Linked DNA regions of Gossypium hirsutum: region 2 is linked to region 1. Evidence: chromatin contacts called from public Hi-C data. All regions are on one chromosome and are shown on one strand. Each heading gives the region's core, a stretch centred on a gene start, on an enhancer-like site or on the middle of the called end of the contact. The rest is flanking DNA. Distances are from core to core; before and after follow the strand shown. Region 1 holds the start of LOC107957004 (protoporphyrinogen oxidase, mitochondrial). Region 2 holds the start of LOC107957022 (plant UBX domain-containing protein 1).

The links. Hi-C and Micro-C count contacts between places; a contact is called where the count stands out from the background.
Region 2: a Hi-C map of leaf shows a contact between it and region 1, with 3 times the contacts expected there. The contact joins the promoter of LOC107957022 here to the promoter of LOC107957004 in region 1. A contact is called at or near these places in 6 of 34 Hi-C or Micro-C datasets (callus and leaf).

What each region holds. Positions count from the first base shown.
Region 1 is chrA05:84,936,350-84,939,235 of Gossypium_hirsutum_v2.1, forward strand. LOC107957004 (protoporphyrinogen oxidase, mitochondrial) reads right to left here and starts at 1,345. Exons shown (of 19, transcript XM_016892432.2): 1 at 1,099-1,345; 2 at 953-992; 3 at 651-786; 4 at 457-522; 5 at 16-66. The coding sequence starts at 1,189. LOC121229152 (a long non-coding RNA gene) reads left to right here and starts at 1,409. Exons shown (of 5, transcript XR_005926768.1): 1 at 1,409-1,878; 2 at 1,962-2,097; 3 at 2,456-2,886.
Region 2 is chrA05:85,219,652-85,222,719 of Gossypium_hirsutum_v2.1, forward strand. It overlaps LOC107957022 (plant UBX domain-containing protein 1), which reads right to left and starts at 1,504. Exons shown (of 7, transcript XM_016892448.2): 1 at 1,256-1,504; 2 at 439-535; 3 at 261-329; 4 at 17-84. The coding sequence starts at 1,339. LOC107957023 (a long non-coding RNA gene) reads left to right here and starts at 2,900. Exons shown (of 5, transcript XR_005926412.1): 1 at 2,900-3,068.

The sequences.
Region 1 (2,886 bases), core at 95-2,594:
ACATTAGAAGCATACCAATACAGGCACGCCATTTCTCATGATATACCGCTTGTTCTGTGCAATTGGCTGCATTAAACCACCAATAATCAAGTTAATCAAGGAAAGTAATACTCTTATTTTTACTATCATCCTTCAGGAACTCCCAAGCTTTCAGTTGAACTTGAAAAGCAAGAACCGAAATAGGGGGCAGGTGGAGGCAGTCACCACCAACCCCCCTCCTCCCCAAAGTTCCTAAAAGTTATTAATGTTCATATAAAATTTAATTATATACAGTTTTTATGAGTTGAAAAAAACTATAATTTTATCCCCCAAAAAATTAAATATAAGTTGAAAATCCTAGTACTTATACTGTTGCAAAGACTGGGGTACTGAAGGATAAATAAACTTACAACTAATAGCCTCAAATTATCATTTACACAGGAACGGATAGAGCTATAGGAAACTAGGAACACTTACAACTTGTTGCTTATCTTGAATACCAAGATCATCAAACAAACTTCTCACTTCAATCTCACTTTCAGTCTGCACTAATAAATCAAACATTCACATCAAAAAGCAATATCATCATTGCATTTTAAAATTCACAAGCGCATTTGTCATCTACTTAACCAGAAAAGCAATTAAAGCTTCTAAAAAGAAACAACGTTTACCATTGTATTTGCTCCTTCATCCCATATCAAACCATCCCTCGAAACACTTCTTAACTTCCCTCCAGCTCTTCCTTCAGATTCAAATACCGTAACATGTAAACCTTGTGATTTCAACTTGTAAGCTGCCGCGAGTCCACTTCATTATAGTCAAAAGTTAAATTAGCTAACTAAATTACCATTTCCAAATTCCAGTTTCTTGATAAATCATCTTTTACACCCGATCAAAAAATCAAAACAACTATACAAAAATTAAAAAGTTATAACGAGAAAAAATGTACGAAATGTAAAATTCGAAACCGTACCTAACACCAGCGCCAATGACAGCTACTCTTTTAGCAGAAGCTGAGAAAGGAACACTTCAAAAATCAGCACAAAAAACAAAAGCTAGATCATTGCGAAATTAGAATTTAAGATATTAGATGAGAGAGATAGAGATAGATAGGTGTACAGTGGTCATCTTTGTTTTCAGTTGACGCCATTTTCGTTCCGGGTTTCGAGATTCCCGATGCTAGCACGCAAAATGGGGCGATATTTAACATTCTTGTTCAGGTTTCGGCCCTCTTTGGGTCCGGTAATCTCCTTGTGTTTTGGGCTCAGCATTAACATTCTTCGAAAAGGATGTTAAAAGCTATCTACAAGCCCGTTTCTTATAAACACTCGCATCAAATTCTGCTATTAAGCTTAGCATGGACCAAAATTCGATTCGAGTTTCAATTTTGAATTATTCAAATTAAATTAATTAAATTAAAATTTTTTTGGTCAAAAAAAACAACTGGCATTCATTAAATGAAGGGGGTGGCAAGAGACAAACAACACAAACAGAATAACAGCACACGAAACGACAACCAAAACCAAAAAGAAACACACAAAACAGGAAAATAAAGCACACAGCAAAATCAAAACCAGAGACTGAAAAGCACCACAAGCCCCCAAAACAGACGCCTAAAGAACACCAGCTAACCGTTCCTCTTCTTCTCAAACCCATAGAAGCCACAAACAGAGGAAACTACAGCTTTGAACCACCCACGCCGGAGATTCAAAGAACCTTCTCCGCGACTTCAAAGCCCCAAAGCTCTCAGCAGTGGCGTCTCCAGTCCGAACAGTCTTCAGCCACCAGATTTTCAACAGAAATTGGCACCTCCTCAACCCAGAAACATGGTGAGGTCCGCCTGCGCCCCTATAAAACCAGAGTGTGAGCCGCTCTATTAACAGTTCTCGGGACAAACTGGTAAGTCACTTTGTCCAAATATTTCTCAAGCCTCCGAATACTCTGAGGGATTGGTCTGAGTATGGATCTGTCTTCTTTAACAGTTGTTAGCTTCTTTATAATCGTAAGCGAATCCCCTTCCAAGATGACCAACCTGAAGCCCATATCAATCGCAAAAAGGAGAGCACGTTCACAGGCCCTGGCTTCTGCAACAAACGCATCTGCAACATCAGTATAGGGGTAAGTGCATGCACCCAAAATTAACCCCATATCGTTCCGGGCTAGAACAGCCACTGTAGAAGTATTAGAGTCTTCCTGAAAAGAGGCATCAAAATTAAGTTTAGTAAACCCAGAGGTCGGGGGTTGCCACAACGTAGACGCATTAGATAATGGGCTAGCCACTGGAACTTTAGGCAAACTCAACTCAAAAGCATAACCCTGCACAAAACCTACTAGATCCTGCTGGGAAAATTTTAAACCTTCATAAACCACTTTATTACGCGTAGACCAAAAGGCCCAGAACGAGATAACTAACAATTTCCTGGTAGCATTATCAGCTGTGATAAAAGTGTTGACTAACTGATTTTTCCCATCCAAGGTACCTAAGTTGACATCAACCGACAGGTTCAGCGAATGCCACAACTGCCTCAACACACCACAGGACCATAATAAATGATCAATATCCTCCGACACCTCCTTACAAAGAGGACAAACATTGGCAACCTGCACTCTTCGCTTCACTAAATTGCTGAAGTGGGGAACATAGTTGTTAAATAACCGCCACATGTGAATCCTTAGTTTAGCCGGGACCTGTAGGTCCCCGAGCGCTCTGTAGAATATCTTGTAGAGGCCACAAGGTTCTGAATTGTAACCATAGAGTTGTCTATTTGCTGTAAGTAATACATGATACCCACTTTTCACCTAACGTATCGTAGCGCCAAACCATTACATCCTTGGCTCCAGAAGACTCAAGGGGAATGTTGAAGATACGAGTAGCTTGCTCATCATCAACAAATCAACGAATAATGT
Region 2 (3,068 bases), core at 254-2,753, 280 kb after region 1:
AGCAATTAGCAAGGACCTTTGTTACTCTTGATCTGCGGGCTGCCTCCTCTGCTTCTCGAATTTTTCGTGTCTTTAAGTAGTTATCTGTTTCAAAATTTTATCCACTTAAAATGGTGTAAATATATCTCTAACAAAAAAGTGTGCCATAGCATGCCAGAGTCATTTTAACGTAAATGAATCCCAAAATCAGCTGGTAAAAATATCTAAATGAAGCTAGAGGATAAAATTGATAAATGAGTTGTGTTCATTGCCAAAAGTACCTTCCTTTTTAGTTGCCATTACTCGATGATAATCTTCTGCTGTGAACTCATAGACGTCATCCGACTCCTCTGCCCAAAAATAAATAAGTGCATTTTATCAGTTTACGAAATGAACTGTCACTTCTAGTCAATAGGCAAGTTAAAAGTCTGAAAATATGTTTTGCAGGGTCGCTCGCACCAGTGCTGGGCACTTCATTTTGTATTGGCGATGGTCCTTCAGTTTCGAAGACATGAATTTCTCGTCCAAATTTCTCTTTTGCAGCAGCAAGTTTAGCCTATAATCATAGAAATGAAATAATTAAAAAAAAGCATAAATAAATTGCGTAACAGCAACCTGCATACAACATATCATGCGAGTTACGGAGTCGTGAATTAGAGGTCCTAATGTATAGTTCCATCAAATATAATTACATAAAGGAAAGCAAAATCTGTCTTGACACTTATGACAACCATATGAATAATGTAAAAAGCTGTCGGTGTTCCTTCGAGACGGTTATGTCCAAATCCAACCGGGTTTCAACAACTTCATATGCATGACATTCCTTATAGACGATTACTACAAAAAAGCTACTCAAAGAAGTAAACAAAGAGGGGAAAGAATTACCCCCGGAATTTACCTTCGTATAAACTTTTTAACAGCAATTTCACCTAAAAACCAAAAGAGAAGCTACTGACCAACTTTCATGAATGAACCACTATTCTTGATAAAGATAGCAAAAGGAAACCAAGATGAAGTTTAATTCCATCAAAGTTAAGCTAATTTCAGTTATCATCCATGTTAAAAGATTTGAGCTCAACTAGATATATAATGATTCACCGACTTAAATCTTTCTTTCACTATCTAAAAATAAAGAAACAGAAACAAACTCAGTTGCATAAACAAGAGGATGCAGACCCATCATAGGAATCGATAATCAAAGTAAAAACCCGGATCAACCCAATACTTAAAAACAACATATAGAACAGCAAGAACAAAAATTAAATCAAGGACCGACTTTAGCTGATGCAGCCTCCATGGAATCAATATTAGTTAATCTCCTCCTATTTAAAGGTAGTGGTGAAGAACCATCTCCAATCATCAGCTGCAGATGAAATTTCCACCTTTTTTTCTGGGAAGGGTACGGGGTTGCCTTGCTTCTGTAAAAGCTCCTGCTTGCTTGATTTGCCTCTTTGGAATTTCTTGCTAGTATATTCCTTATTAGTTTATTCCTTTCTTCTTTTAGAAAACAAAGATAGTTTGGGCTCGACCAATTCAACTTTTGGGCTAACAATGTTCTAATTTAATCCACCTACTTACAAATAAAAACTTCATTTTATCATATATCTAACTTCAAATGGAAATTTTTTAATTAATTTTATTATATTTTTTTTTGATTATATCTTTTGCTTTTAGAATAATGCTTAGAACTATTCATATGACCTTCAACACACTTAAACTCACATCTTCTTACATTAAAAATAATATATTATTCTATACTAATTAAATTAAAACTTAATCGATAATTTTTTTTTTTTTACATTTAGAAAACCAAAAAAATAATGTTGGAGGATGTTCATCAATTTGACTTAAGGCTTGTGGAATAAACAAATTGAATTCAATTCCTGATGATTATGACATTTACAACAAATTTTTTTTCATTTACTTATTAAACACATTCAACACATTCAATTTTGGAAAGTTGAATTTGATTATCAATCTTTTAAAAAAATCGAATTTGATTATTAATCTTTTAAAAAGAGTAGAATTATTTTTTTAACGAAAATACTAACTAAAACATTATAATTTTAATTATGGTAGCCTGCTTAACAATTCACATGTACTCAATTTATTATTATTATTTTTGTAAAATTTAAATTATTTGTTGACGTAGCGTATAAGACAAATAGGGTCTTGTCAGCATGAAGTTTATGTGAATTGTCATGCTAATACTGTTAAAAAAATAATGCTATAGTTAGTATTTTCGTTAAAAAAACAATGTCTCTTTTTTGAAAGGCTGAGGGTCAAATTTAATGAAAAAAAGAATAATGATAAAATTGATAAAAGATGTAAACATTGAAAATTAAATTTAATATTAATCCTTTAATTTATAATAAATGTTGATTAATTTTAAAAAATAATTAAAAAATAAAATAAAATATTTAAAAAATGAAAAAAAAGCAACCAATAGTAAAATATTAAATACTAAATATTTTTTAAAAAAAATTATATTTGACATTAATAATCAAACCAGTAACATCTTACAAAAGAAAAAAAATACTTCAAAATTTTGAGATACTTCAACTTATTAGACATAATATTTTGAAACACCGTGATAAAGAAAATCACAATGGTGCAAGTGAGCATATTAAAATAGAATAATAATAAAAGTATCAAATATCAAATAATAAAAACAAAACAAAATAAATCTAATATTAAATAAAAAATCATATATATATTTGAATAAAAGATCTGACTGGATTTATTAATAAAAAGAAATAATACATAGAACAGAACTGGACTGAAGTCCATTAACAAGATACTAATCAAAAGAATAACTAAAAAAAAAACAAAAGCCTACTAAATAAAATTGGGCCTAAAACTTACGGAACTAGCCCAACTCGTCCAATTTCAACTAAATCAAATCAGAAAATCAAATCTTATCCTATACCAGTCAAATCGACAGCTGGATACTAATAGACCCTGTCTTTTCACATCACCGACCTAACCATTAATGATAGCAGGTTTTCAATAATGACTTTTAATTTTTTCTACTACCTCTTCTCAAAAGCTTTCATTTTCCCTTTCATTCAATCCGGATACCTTGGCCG